2 separate regions of the Callithrix jacchus genome follow, and region 2 is linked to region 1. Evidence: chromatin contacts called from public Hi-C data. All regions are on one chromosome and are shown on one strand. Each heading gives the region's core, a stretch centred on a gene start, on an enhancer-like site or on the middle of the called end of the contact. The rest is flanking DNA. Distances are from core to core; before and after follow the strand shown. Region 1 has its middle 260 kb from the start of RPS24. Region 2 has its middle 14 kb from the start of RPS24.

What was found. Hi-C and Micro-C count contacts between places; a contact is called where the count stands out from the background.
Region 2: a Hi-C map of induced pluripotent stem cells shows a contact between it and region 1, with 4 times the contacts expected there. The contact joins two enhancer-like sites. A contact is called at or near these places in 2 of 3 Hi-C or Micro-C datasets (induced pluripotent stem cells and skeletal muscle).

Annotation. Positions count from the first base shown.
Region 1 is chr12:51,913,977-51,919,258 of calJac240_pri, reverse strand. It overlaps a transcript of LOC118146292 not described here. Among named protein-coding and RNA genes, the nearest start is that of RPS24, 260 kb to the left of the region's middle. Within about 2 kb of position 2,373, at least 12 of the 16 cell types and tissues checked have an H3K27ac peak or open chromatin away from gene starts, as enhancers often do.
Region 2 is chr12:52,163,764-52,169,045 of calJac240_pri, reverse strand. No RefSeq gene overlaps it. Among named protein-coding and RNA genes, the nearest start is that of RPS24, 14 kb to the left of the region's middle. Within about 2 kb of position 2,920, at least 2 of the 16 cell types and tissues checked have an H3K27ac peak or open chromatin away from gene starts, as enhancers often do.

The DNA of each region.
Region 1 (5,282 bases), core at 1,124-3,623:
GGTCTCCGAGGTGGGAGACCTGGCTCTCTTCTCCCTGCCATGCTGTCTTCATGTTTATGGCTAAAAAGCCTCTCCCAGGGAGCAGCTGAGCTGCAGGAGCACTCCTGGAGCATCAAGGAGAGCAATGCAGCCCTTTGCTGGTGGAAAACCTGAGACCCTCAAGGAGAAAGTGAAGAAAACTCTCTCTGCATACAGACCCCTTCCCATTTTCCCATTCTGGGTTGAATATCTCCCTTACAGATGTGCTTATCAGTCTTGGAGATCCTCTTGACTCATTGCTATTTAAAATACCTGTGTTGCTTCTGATGATAGATGATTGATTTGTAAAAACGGTTTAGCTTTCTTTATAATAGAATATTATACAGGCATCAAAAACAATAATGTAGGGGACTTAATGATATGAGGAGATGGTCAAACTGTGTTGTGTGAAAAGAAGAAAAGATTTCAGGATACAGCGTATGTTCCCATTTTTTAACAGAAATGTGGATCTACATATATAATGTGTGCTATACATAAGAAAAAGCCTGGAAAACTTGCACGAAATGGTCACACTGTTTTTCAGTGATGAAAGGATAAAGGGCAATTTTTAAAATTTCTATTCTTTTCCAGATTGTTTCTAACAATACGCATGTCTATTGGAATCAGATTTTAAAAATAAACATGATTTTTAAAAGGAAGCAAACAAACAAAACTGAACAGAAGGGAGGCTGGGTTTCTTGGGGATTTCAGGAGTGCCTGTCTCTCTATGACCTGGGCAGTGCTCTTCTGAGAGGAACGAGGGCTGGGGAGGCAGAGAGGGCGATGGCAGGTCACCAGCATTGAGAAAGGCCTCAAGGCCACTTTGAGAAGGACACCATGCCCTGGAGCACAGGCTGAGCCCTGGATTCCCGACATTGGAGGCCTTTGGGAGTGTCAGAATGAGCATCCCTCCCCTGGAGGGGCCTGCCTTTCTACCACGGAGGCTAACACCACGACAGCCACGGTGAGCCACCCTCCTGCCCAGTTTCTCATGTGTCAAGCACTGTGTTCAGTGCCTTCACAGGTAACTTCAGTAAGTCACCATAGGCATGCTGCAACTAACTTGGTACTGGTGATATTCTGTTGGTTTTAAATGGGGAAACTGAGGCTCAGGAAGGTTCAGTGTTTTGCTGGAGGTCACAAAGCCAGGCAGGGCAGAGCCAGATTTCAACTTCCATCTGTCTGGCTCTGATGACTTCCTTACCTTGTGGCAGCATCTCCAGAGATCATGGGTCAGCCTCTTCTTGCCAGAGGCCAGGTGTGTGTGTGTGTGTGTGCGCGCACGCGCGTTGTGTGCACATAGACACATACACACTGAGTGACAGAGGGACAAAAACAGTTAGTGGGCACTCTCACAGGCCCTGTGCTGGAAATTCATCATCGTCTTCCAGCAAACCCTGCAAAGTAGGTTCTAATGATGTTTCCATTTACCCCTAACCTTGCGTGGTGGCACACTTTACGAGTGTCACTGGCTGCCCAGGGTGACCTGGGATTCCAGTTCAGGTTTCTCTGACACTGATCCTGACCCTAGTGTGCTTCCGCACAATCTTGCTCCCCTGGCTACTGGTGTTCTGCGGGTCTAGGACAGGTGCGGCAAACTAGAGCCAAATACTGCCCCCTGCCTGCCTCTGAACGGTCGCTGAGCTGAGAATGATTCTTACCTTTATTAAAGCGTTGTAAAAACAAAAGTCAAAGATTATGTGACAGAAACATACGTGGCTGGGCGAAGCCTAACATACTTACTTCCTGGCCTTTTAGAGAAAAGGTTTGACGACTCCTAGCTTAGGGTCCTGAGGCCCAAGGAGGGACTCCTGGTCCTGCACACCTTTGTTCTCCACATTTGGGGGTCTCAATGCTGCATGGTTGTGGACTCAAAGCACTGGGGTGGTGGGCTTTTAAAAAATGAGCTGTAAAAAGTCTGCCACACATAGGACACTGCTACATAGGGAGGTCGACTCACTTTCCCACTTATATTTTGGGGGGATATCTGTGCCCAGGGAAAAACTCAGTGATCCCTGTTGGATTTCTAGGGTGAAGGGCTTTTATCTCAGCATGAGGTCAAATGCATCTATGTGTGGGTGACAATGAACTTCAGCATCTAGCATGATTCCCCTGCAAAGCCTTGAGTGTCAGGCATAGCGCCAGGCGCCAGGGAAGAAAGCACGTCCCTGCGGACCTCACACAGCCCAGTCTGGAGAAGCAGGGAAACCCCTCTCGTGTATCCGAGTTGGAGGAAGGGGCTATGAGAATGGGAAGAGGGGCAGGGAGGACGGTCAGGAAATGCAGGCAGTGACACCTGCGCAGCGTCCTGGGAGAGGAGGCGTTACACGGCCCTCGAGGAAGGGCCATGGGGAAGGTGGTGCTGACCAGGCGCGGCGGCGGGAACGGCCTGGGCAAAGGGGCGCAGAGGGGCGGCGGAGCGCGGAGCGGGGCTGTAGGTGTCAGCAGAGGCGCGGCTTTGGGTCGGCACGACCCGCCTCTCGGCCCGCGCGGCCATTGTCTGCGCCCGGCGCCGCCTTGGCAGCAGAAGGTGACATCTGGTGACTAATGGCCGCGGCTGCGCGCCGCGCTTCTCCCTCCCGCAGCGCCCGGGGCGCAGCTGCCGCGCCCCCTCCTCCCCCTTCTTCTCTCCCTCCCTCCTCTCGGCTCGGTGGGCCAGCGTGGGGGCGTGGGGCGGGCAGGATCGATGCCCTGGTTTCCGAAGGGCCGAGGCCGCCCCGCCCCACCGGTGCGCATGCGCGTCCTCCTGCTCGCTCCAGTGGCCACCAGCCCGCGAGGATGCGGCTCCCCGCCAGGGGCAGTGCAGGGAACAGCCGTGCCCCGCTGCCCCTGGCCGGCCTCATTGGCGGCTGCAAACAGGAGCCCATACGCACGTGCATTAACACACAGGTGCATGAGCTCACAGTCACACGTGTTGTCATGCATTGTACACCTGTGCTTGTTCATGTGTGTTCACAGACGCATATATGGGGCCGTTCTTGCCCACAGACTTACCTCCAGAATGTCTTTGCGTGTGTTCACATAGGCACACACATCACGTGTGGACTCGTGCAGCAATGCTCTGCTTACACACTCAAATGTAGGAACACCCGTGGGCGCGTCTATACACACTCATAGGCACGGTAGGTGCTGCCCTTGTCCTCGCCAAAGTCTGAGGGAGGGACAAAATGCCTAATTTAGATCCAAGAGAGGATCTAGTGTAAACTAGGTACCCCTCTTCCCCAGCGTTTACTGATAAATTAGTTGCATTTGAAAAACTACATGAAAAACCTTGAGATTTCATCTATAGATCTGGATTTCTGCCTTCTTTTGCAAAATCAGAAGCCCAGGAAATTTGAAGTGTACTCCCAGTTGACCATCATGAGCTGGGGCTGAGCTGCAGGTGCCCCCTCAGTCTGTGCTTGAAACTCCCCTACCTCCCTCCAATGGCCTTCTCCCCATGCTGGTTTCTTCCCCCCCAGCCAGGAGTTCCCATGTGGAGCCTCACCCCTAGTGCTGACTTTGGAGCTGGGCTAACTAGCTTTAGCTCTGATGTCCACAGCAAGGAGAACCTCCCCGCTGTATGATGCTGGGGGTGCTGCCAGCCATAAGGAATTCCTCTGCAGTCGGCAAAGTACCACCTGAGATCCATGTAATTCTGCTGATAGCTCTGAGAGGAGAGTGCTAGTGCTTCCATCTTACAGTTTAGGAGATGGCGCCTTGGGAGTAATGATATCACCACCTAGCTGGAAAATGCAGATGGGGTTTGCAATCACTATAGCTGAATGATGGGGAGGGGAGCAGGGTACCTCTACTTCAAAGTGCCCCTGAAGCTGGCTCCTGCCTGGCTCTGACACATCTGTTCTCCTCTCTCATATTGTTCCTCTCAGCCTCTGGCCTGGTGGGGACACCTGGTTCACAGAGGGAGAGGCCAGTTCCTGAATCTTCTGGGTGTCTGCATGATGTCAGGCTCTGGCTAAACTAGTGAATGGCAGCCCACGGAGCAGTGGGAAGCTATGTGGATGTTAGTGCCAGTCCTGGCACGCTTTATTCCTTCATCATCTCATCCACTCACGGGCTCTGGCTACCTGTGAGGGCTGACACCCTGCCTGATGGCTCACCTGAGCCTCTGTCTCACTCATTCTTCTCCACTGGAAATCTGGCATGTCCAAAACCAGTCTGTGAAGTGTGGCAACCTCAGGTGGGGTGTCCAAAGTGGATACGGCCTGAGTTCAGATCCCAGCTCTCCTACTCCCTTCCTGTGAGACCCTGGACAACTAGTTGCCCTCTGTGCCTTCAGTGTCCTCCTCTGCAAACTGAGAACCATAATCATACCTGCTTCGAGGATTGCCCAGTGAGGATTAATTGAGGAAATTTATGCAAAGCACAGAATTGGTGCCTAACACAGATCCGGTGCTGTCAATACTCATGCTTTTCGCTCCCACCTTGGTTGGTTTGTACTTTCACAAACCCAAGACAGGATGCTGAGAATGACTCCGCTCCTCTCTTTGCATCTTCCACACATTCAGTCCTGTCCATTTGACCTCCTCAGGAGCTCTGGAGTTTGTGCTGTCCTCTCACCCAGGGTGCCTCTGCTCTGGTTTAGTTTGGTGTCACCTCTGGCCTGCACACTTGTGGCCCCTAGCCAGGTTCCCAGGCTACAGGCTCCTCGAACTTAAATCCAGCCTCACTGCTGCCCTTAAAAAGCACACTGTGTTATGTGCACATCTAAGCTCCACGACCTGGCAGTCACTGTGGGTGGGTGAAAGGATGCCCTCTAAGGACTCGCTAAGGGTCTGGGGTGTCTAGGGTGAAATTTTAGTAAGTAAAGCTGGATGTGTGCTTTTTCTCTCACCGTTCTGTCTGCCAGACCTCATACTTAGCAGCCAGTGGACCCTTCGCTCCCACCTAGCATATACACTTTCTCCGCTCCATGCCTTTGCCCAAGCTGTGCTTCTTGCCTGGAAACTCCCTTCCCCACAATTCCAACTCCACTTTCTGTTCTGAGCTCACCTATCCTGACCCTCCAGCCTCCCTTTATATTCAGCTTGTCACCTCTCTTTCATGTTCTGCTTAAAGCACCCTGTGTAGATTGCCTTGAATCTGCACTTAACCTCTTGTCATATTTCTCTGTTTACAGGCCACCCAGACCAATGCTTCTCAAACTTTATCATGCATATGAACCACTTGGGGATCTTTTCCAAATGCAGATTCAGCTGATCTGAGTCTGAGTCTCTGCATTTTTAACAAGCTCCCTGATGATGCTAATGCTGTTGGTTCAGGAC
Region 2 (5,282 bases), core at 1,671-4,170, 250 kb before region 1:
TCGATGAGATGGCATCCAAGTTATTTTTTATTTTGTTTTCGAGACAGTTTCATTGCCCAGGCTGGAGTGCAGTGGCGCAATCTCAGCTCACTGCAGCCTCCACCTCCTGGGTTCAAGCGTTTCTCCTGTCTTAGCCTTCCGAGTAGCTAGGATTACAGGCATGTACCACCATGCCTGGCTAATTTTGTATATTTTAGTAGAGACGGAGTTTCTCCATGTTGGTCAGGCTGGTCTTAGACTCCTGATCTCAGGCGATCCACCTGCCTCAGTCTTCCAAAGTGCTGGGATTACAGGCGTGAGCCACTGTGCCTGGCCCCAAGTATTAATAACTCAGAAAAAGGGACCAGATCAGGAATTGGGAGACACAGTTCCTGATTTCCATCCACTCAGCTTCCAATCAGCTGGGGCAACGAATGGGCAAAATACTTCCCTTTTCTGGGCTTCTCTCCCTCTCTGTGTCAGCTATCCAGGCTACATGAGTTCCCAAACCTGGCATCTGGGGGCTTTTTTTTTTTTTTTTTTTTTTTTTGCTGGGGGAGACAATATCACTGTCAGCCTGGCTGGAGTGGAGTGGCATTATTTCAGCTCACTGCAACCTCTGCCTCCTGGGTTCAAGCAGTTCTGCTTCAGCCTCCTTAGTAGCTGGGATTATAGGTACCTGCCACCACGCTCAGCTAATTTTTTTGTATTTCTAGTAGAGACTGGGTTTTACCATGTTGGCCAGGCTCCTGATTTCAGGTGATCCACCCACCTGCCTTGGCCTCCCAAAGTGCTGGGATTACAGGGGTGAGCCACCACGCCTGGCCATTGGGCGCTTGTTAAAAGTAGAAATGCTCTCTGGGTGAGGTGGCTCATGCTGTAATCTCAGCACTTTGGGAGGCTGAGGTGGGCAGATCACTCGAGGTCAGGAGTTGGAGACCAGCCTGGCCAACATGGTGAAACCTCATCTCTACTAAAAATACAAAAATTAGTTGGGTGTGGTGGCATGCACCTGTAATCCCAGTTACTCGGGAGGTGGAGGCACATGAATTGCTTGAGCCCAGGAGGCGGAGGTTGCAGTGAGCTGAGATCGTTCCACTGCACTGCAACCTGGGCGACACAGTGAGGCTCTGTCTCAAAAACAAACAGCATCAAAATTAGTTCTGGGTGGCTCCCAAACATTTGACGTTTTCACAGCTTCGCAGGTGATGCTGCTGATAGTCAGGCTTGGGAAACTGGACTGAAGGGTCTTGAAGATCACGTCTGCCTCTGAGAATTCTAATGGGAACACTGCCCTTGTCCTCGAGAAGTTGGCAAATGAACAGTAATACTCTTGCTCAATAATGACCACAGAATAGCTAACATGTATTGTTTACCATGTGTCAGGTACTGAGCTAAGTCTTGCACACAGTATCTCATTTAACTTTCTTTTTCTTTTTTTCTTTTTGAGATGGAGTCTCGCATTGTTGCCCAGGCTAGAGCACTGGATTGTACTAGAGTGCATCAGTGGTGTGATCTCTTCTCACTGCAACCTCCACCTTCTGGGTTCAAGTGATTCTCCTACCTCAGCCTCCCGAGTAGCTGGGATTACAGGGGTGCACCACCACACCCAGCTAATTTTTGTATAGTAGAGACGGGGTTTCACCATGTTGGCCAGGCTGGTCTTGAACTCCTGACCTCACGTGATCCGCCTGCCTCAGTCTCCCAAAGTGTTGGGATTACAGGCATGAGCCACCGAACCTGGCCTCATTTACCTTTTAAAAACACTCTGAGGGAAATACTGTTACCCCCATTTTACAGATGAGGAAATTGAGGCTCAAAGAGGTTAAGGAACTTGGTCAAGGTTACACAACTATTGCATTCTACGATAAGCCCGGGGGCATTTGTGGAACATCTCGCCAAGTAGCTGGAAATGGTCCTGAGCCTTAATGGGTGTGGGGGATTAGCTGGGGCAGTGGTTCTCCAGGTATGGTCCTGGACAGCAGTGGCAGCATGACCTGGGAACCTCCTGGAAATGCAGTTTCTTGGGCTCCACCCTAGAATTACTGAATCAGAAGCTGTGGGTGGGGCCAGAGAACCTGTGTGTTCTTTTTTGTTTTGAGACAGAGTCTTGTCACCCAGGCTGGAGAGCAGTGACTCACTGCAACCTTTGCCTCCTGCGTTTAAGCAATTCTCCACCTCAACCTCCTGAGTAGCTGGGACTACAGGCGTCCACCACCATGCTTGGCTATTTTATTTTTGTATGTTTAGTAGAGATGGGGTTTCACCATGTTGGCCAGGCTGTTCTCAAACTCCTGACTTCAGGTGATCCACCCATCTTAGTCTCCCAAAGCACTGGGATTATGGGTGTGAGCCACTACGCCCAGCCAGAACCTGTGTTTTCACAAGCCCTCCAGGTGATTCAGATGCACGCTGAAGTTTGAGAACCACTGAGCTTAAGGGAGGGGAGGATATTCCAGATGCGGGGAGTTATGGAGATCAGAAAGAACTATGCTGTAGACTGCCCCATCCCTGTCTTTCACTTGGTGAGATCAAGAGGTGTGATGCACTGTGCAGATTCCCACGAGGGGGCACTGTGGGCACAGGCGTGGAAGCTGTCTGCTTTGTTGTCAAGACCGCTACCCTTGTGGAAGTGTGAAAAAAGCCTGGTGCCAGATCAACTGGAGAGGTCACTCTTTCTTCTCACAGAAGGTCTAATGGGGGTGGTAGTCTTGTTTATAGGATTCGGCCCTCATAAGGAAGCTGAACCTGGAGGGCTGTTCATATGTGCACGGTGCTGTCTACCCATCCGTGCTGCAAGGTCTCTGCAGATCCTGTGCAAACAGCAATACCCTTTGTAGCTGCCCAGCCAGGCAGCTTGCAGTTTCTGTGGTGGGGGCCAAATGCTGGAACCCCAGCAGCCGATTCTGTTTCAGCCTTCTCCCTTCAGTGCTGTGTCTCTGTCCTATTCTTCAACAAGCTTGGGTCTGGGGCCACAGTGCTGGGTCTAAGACCCATTTTCAAGCCTTAGCTCTGCCCCACCACACTTCATGGTCCCTGGCAAGATCCCTTTCTCCTCTGGGCCTCAGTTTCCTATGCTGTCGGATGAGAGAGTGGTGCCAATAAAGTGGCTGTCAGCATCTCTTTCCGGTATAAAATCCTGCCTTGGGAGGTGAGGAAGAGCCTGCCTTGTGCTTCTCAAGGACCTTGGATTGCAGGGGACCTATAATCCCTGCTACATGATACCCATCTCCAGCATCCACTTAAGTAAGCATTTCCAGGGATGTGGTGCAAGGCAGTAAGGTGGAATCTCTCAAGCTAGATTTTTTAAACAGTCCATATCTTCAGACATCCAGGATTTGCTTTTATAGGTTTCTATTCTGCACTGTTTGGAAGAAGGAAAATTTACACCATGTTCTCCTTTCTGCTGCAGTGTGTATTTCTTCCAAAAATACATTGCCTTGGAGGGGCTTCAGCATTCACCTCGTTAATCCAGGGATTGGCATCCTATACTCTCGGTGACTGCTCACCCAGCTGAGCCACTGCTCTGCCTGGGCAGGAAATCTCCAGAAATGCCTTTTCAGAGCACTGTAGATGTGCTCATCCCTGGGTTATAAGGTGATTCAAGAGAGTGGTCTGCTTGAATCTCCCACTGTGGATGATGATATTTAGAGAGCCTGGTTAGAAATTACCCAACCTGCCACGTGTGGTGGATCATGCCTGTAATCCAGCACTTTGGGAGGTTGGGGTGAACAGATCATTAAGTCAAGAGATCGAGACCATCCTGGCCAACATGGTAAAATCCCATCTCTACTAAAAATACAACAATTAGCTGGGTGTGGTGGTGTGTGCCTGTAGTCCTAGCTACTTGGGAGGCTGAGGCAGGAGAATCACTTGAACCTGGGAAGTGGAGGTTGCAGTGAACCAATATTTCACCACCACATTACATCCTTGCAATAAGTAAGATTCTGTCCTAAAAAAAAAAAAAAAAGCAATTGCCCAACCCATAGGCAAACGTCATTAACCGCAGCTGTCCTTGGTGGAGGAAACAAGTTAAACATGCTGTCTCTTTCCATCAGGCCTCCTTGGAGTGGGGAAGGAGAGCTCTTCAGTTCCTCTGGTACCTTCATGAAGCATGTAGGATGTGTTGCTTTTTCTTCTGTTTATGGATGAGGCACAGAGAGGGTAGATGACTTGCCCCCAGACCTTCAGCTCGTTCATGCTGGGGAAAGGAGTGAGCTTCAGGCTCTTCCCCCAGAGCTCACACCCCTCCCGACAGCAGGCGAGTCATTTGCTTCTCAAGCTCTGTTTCTTGCATTTGTAAGGTTACAAAGCACTGCATGCTGTCTGGGGTACCTTTTCCCTGCTGTTCAGTTCATTGCCCTGTGTCGTCTTACAGAGTGTGTCACTGGTACAGAAATGTTCCCTAGGAGGTGGCTAGAGTTGAAACGTCTCCCACTGGTGCTCCTGGCTTGGTCATGGGTTTAGAGGGTATGTTGAGGAGGCCTTCTTCTGCAAGTCACTGAGAAGTCAGCTTACACTGCCTTGAACAGTGAGGTTGCTTATTAGCTCTGGTAAGAAACCCCTGGATGCCCAGGGTCCTTCAGGGTTGGTGGATGCTGCAGTTTAACTTTGAGGATGTAGGTGTTTTCTCTCTCCACTCTTCTGCCAGTGCTGGTGCCATTCTGAGGGATAGTTGCCAGTCACTGTGGGGCTGGGACTGGATGAGGCATTGAAGTGTTTAGCATGTGAAGTCCAAGGAGGTCTCCACGCACGGTGGCACTAGTGCAAGATCAGCATCTCCTTGAGCCCAAGAGCACCTTGCCCTAGTCTTGGGGCCTGCGGGAGGCCACGCATTTTCCACAAAGGCCAGATCAGTAGTCGCCTGTGTTGTTTCTGCTCCTCTTCCGTCGGCTGGGACTTAGTCTCCTGCAACACCTAATAACTGTGAGGTGGGCTGGGAAATACAGGCTTGTTCCAGCCAAGGCAGATGTGGGGAGCACAGTTTTAGGGGACAGTGACTAGTCTTTGCCATAGCAAGAAGAAAATGGTTGCTTCATAGGGACCCTTTCAACAGAAACCTCCCAGCAAAAGGGGGAGGTTTACTGGGAAGCTGTGGGTGGTCTAACAAAACCAAAAGGTAGGTGGTGCTGGCAGCCTCCCTGGGCTTGGGTCTGGAAAATTATTTCAGAACAAATCAGCTCTTCCTTCTCCCCTCCTTCCCCCTTCCCACTCTTTGAGTCTGTGCCTCTCTCTCTCTCTCTCTCTACAGGCTAGCTTTTCTTTGTTCCCCTTTCTGTCCCATGACTGCCACAACCAGGCTT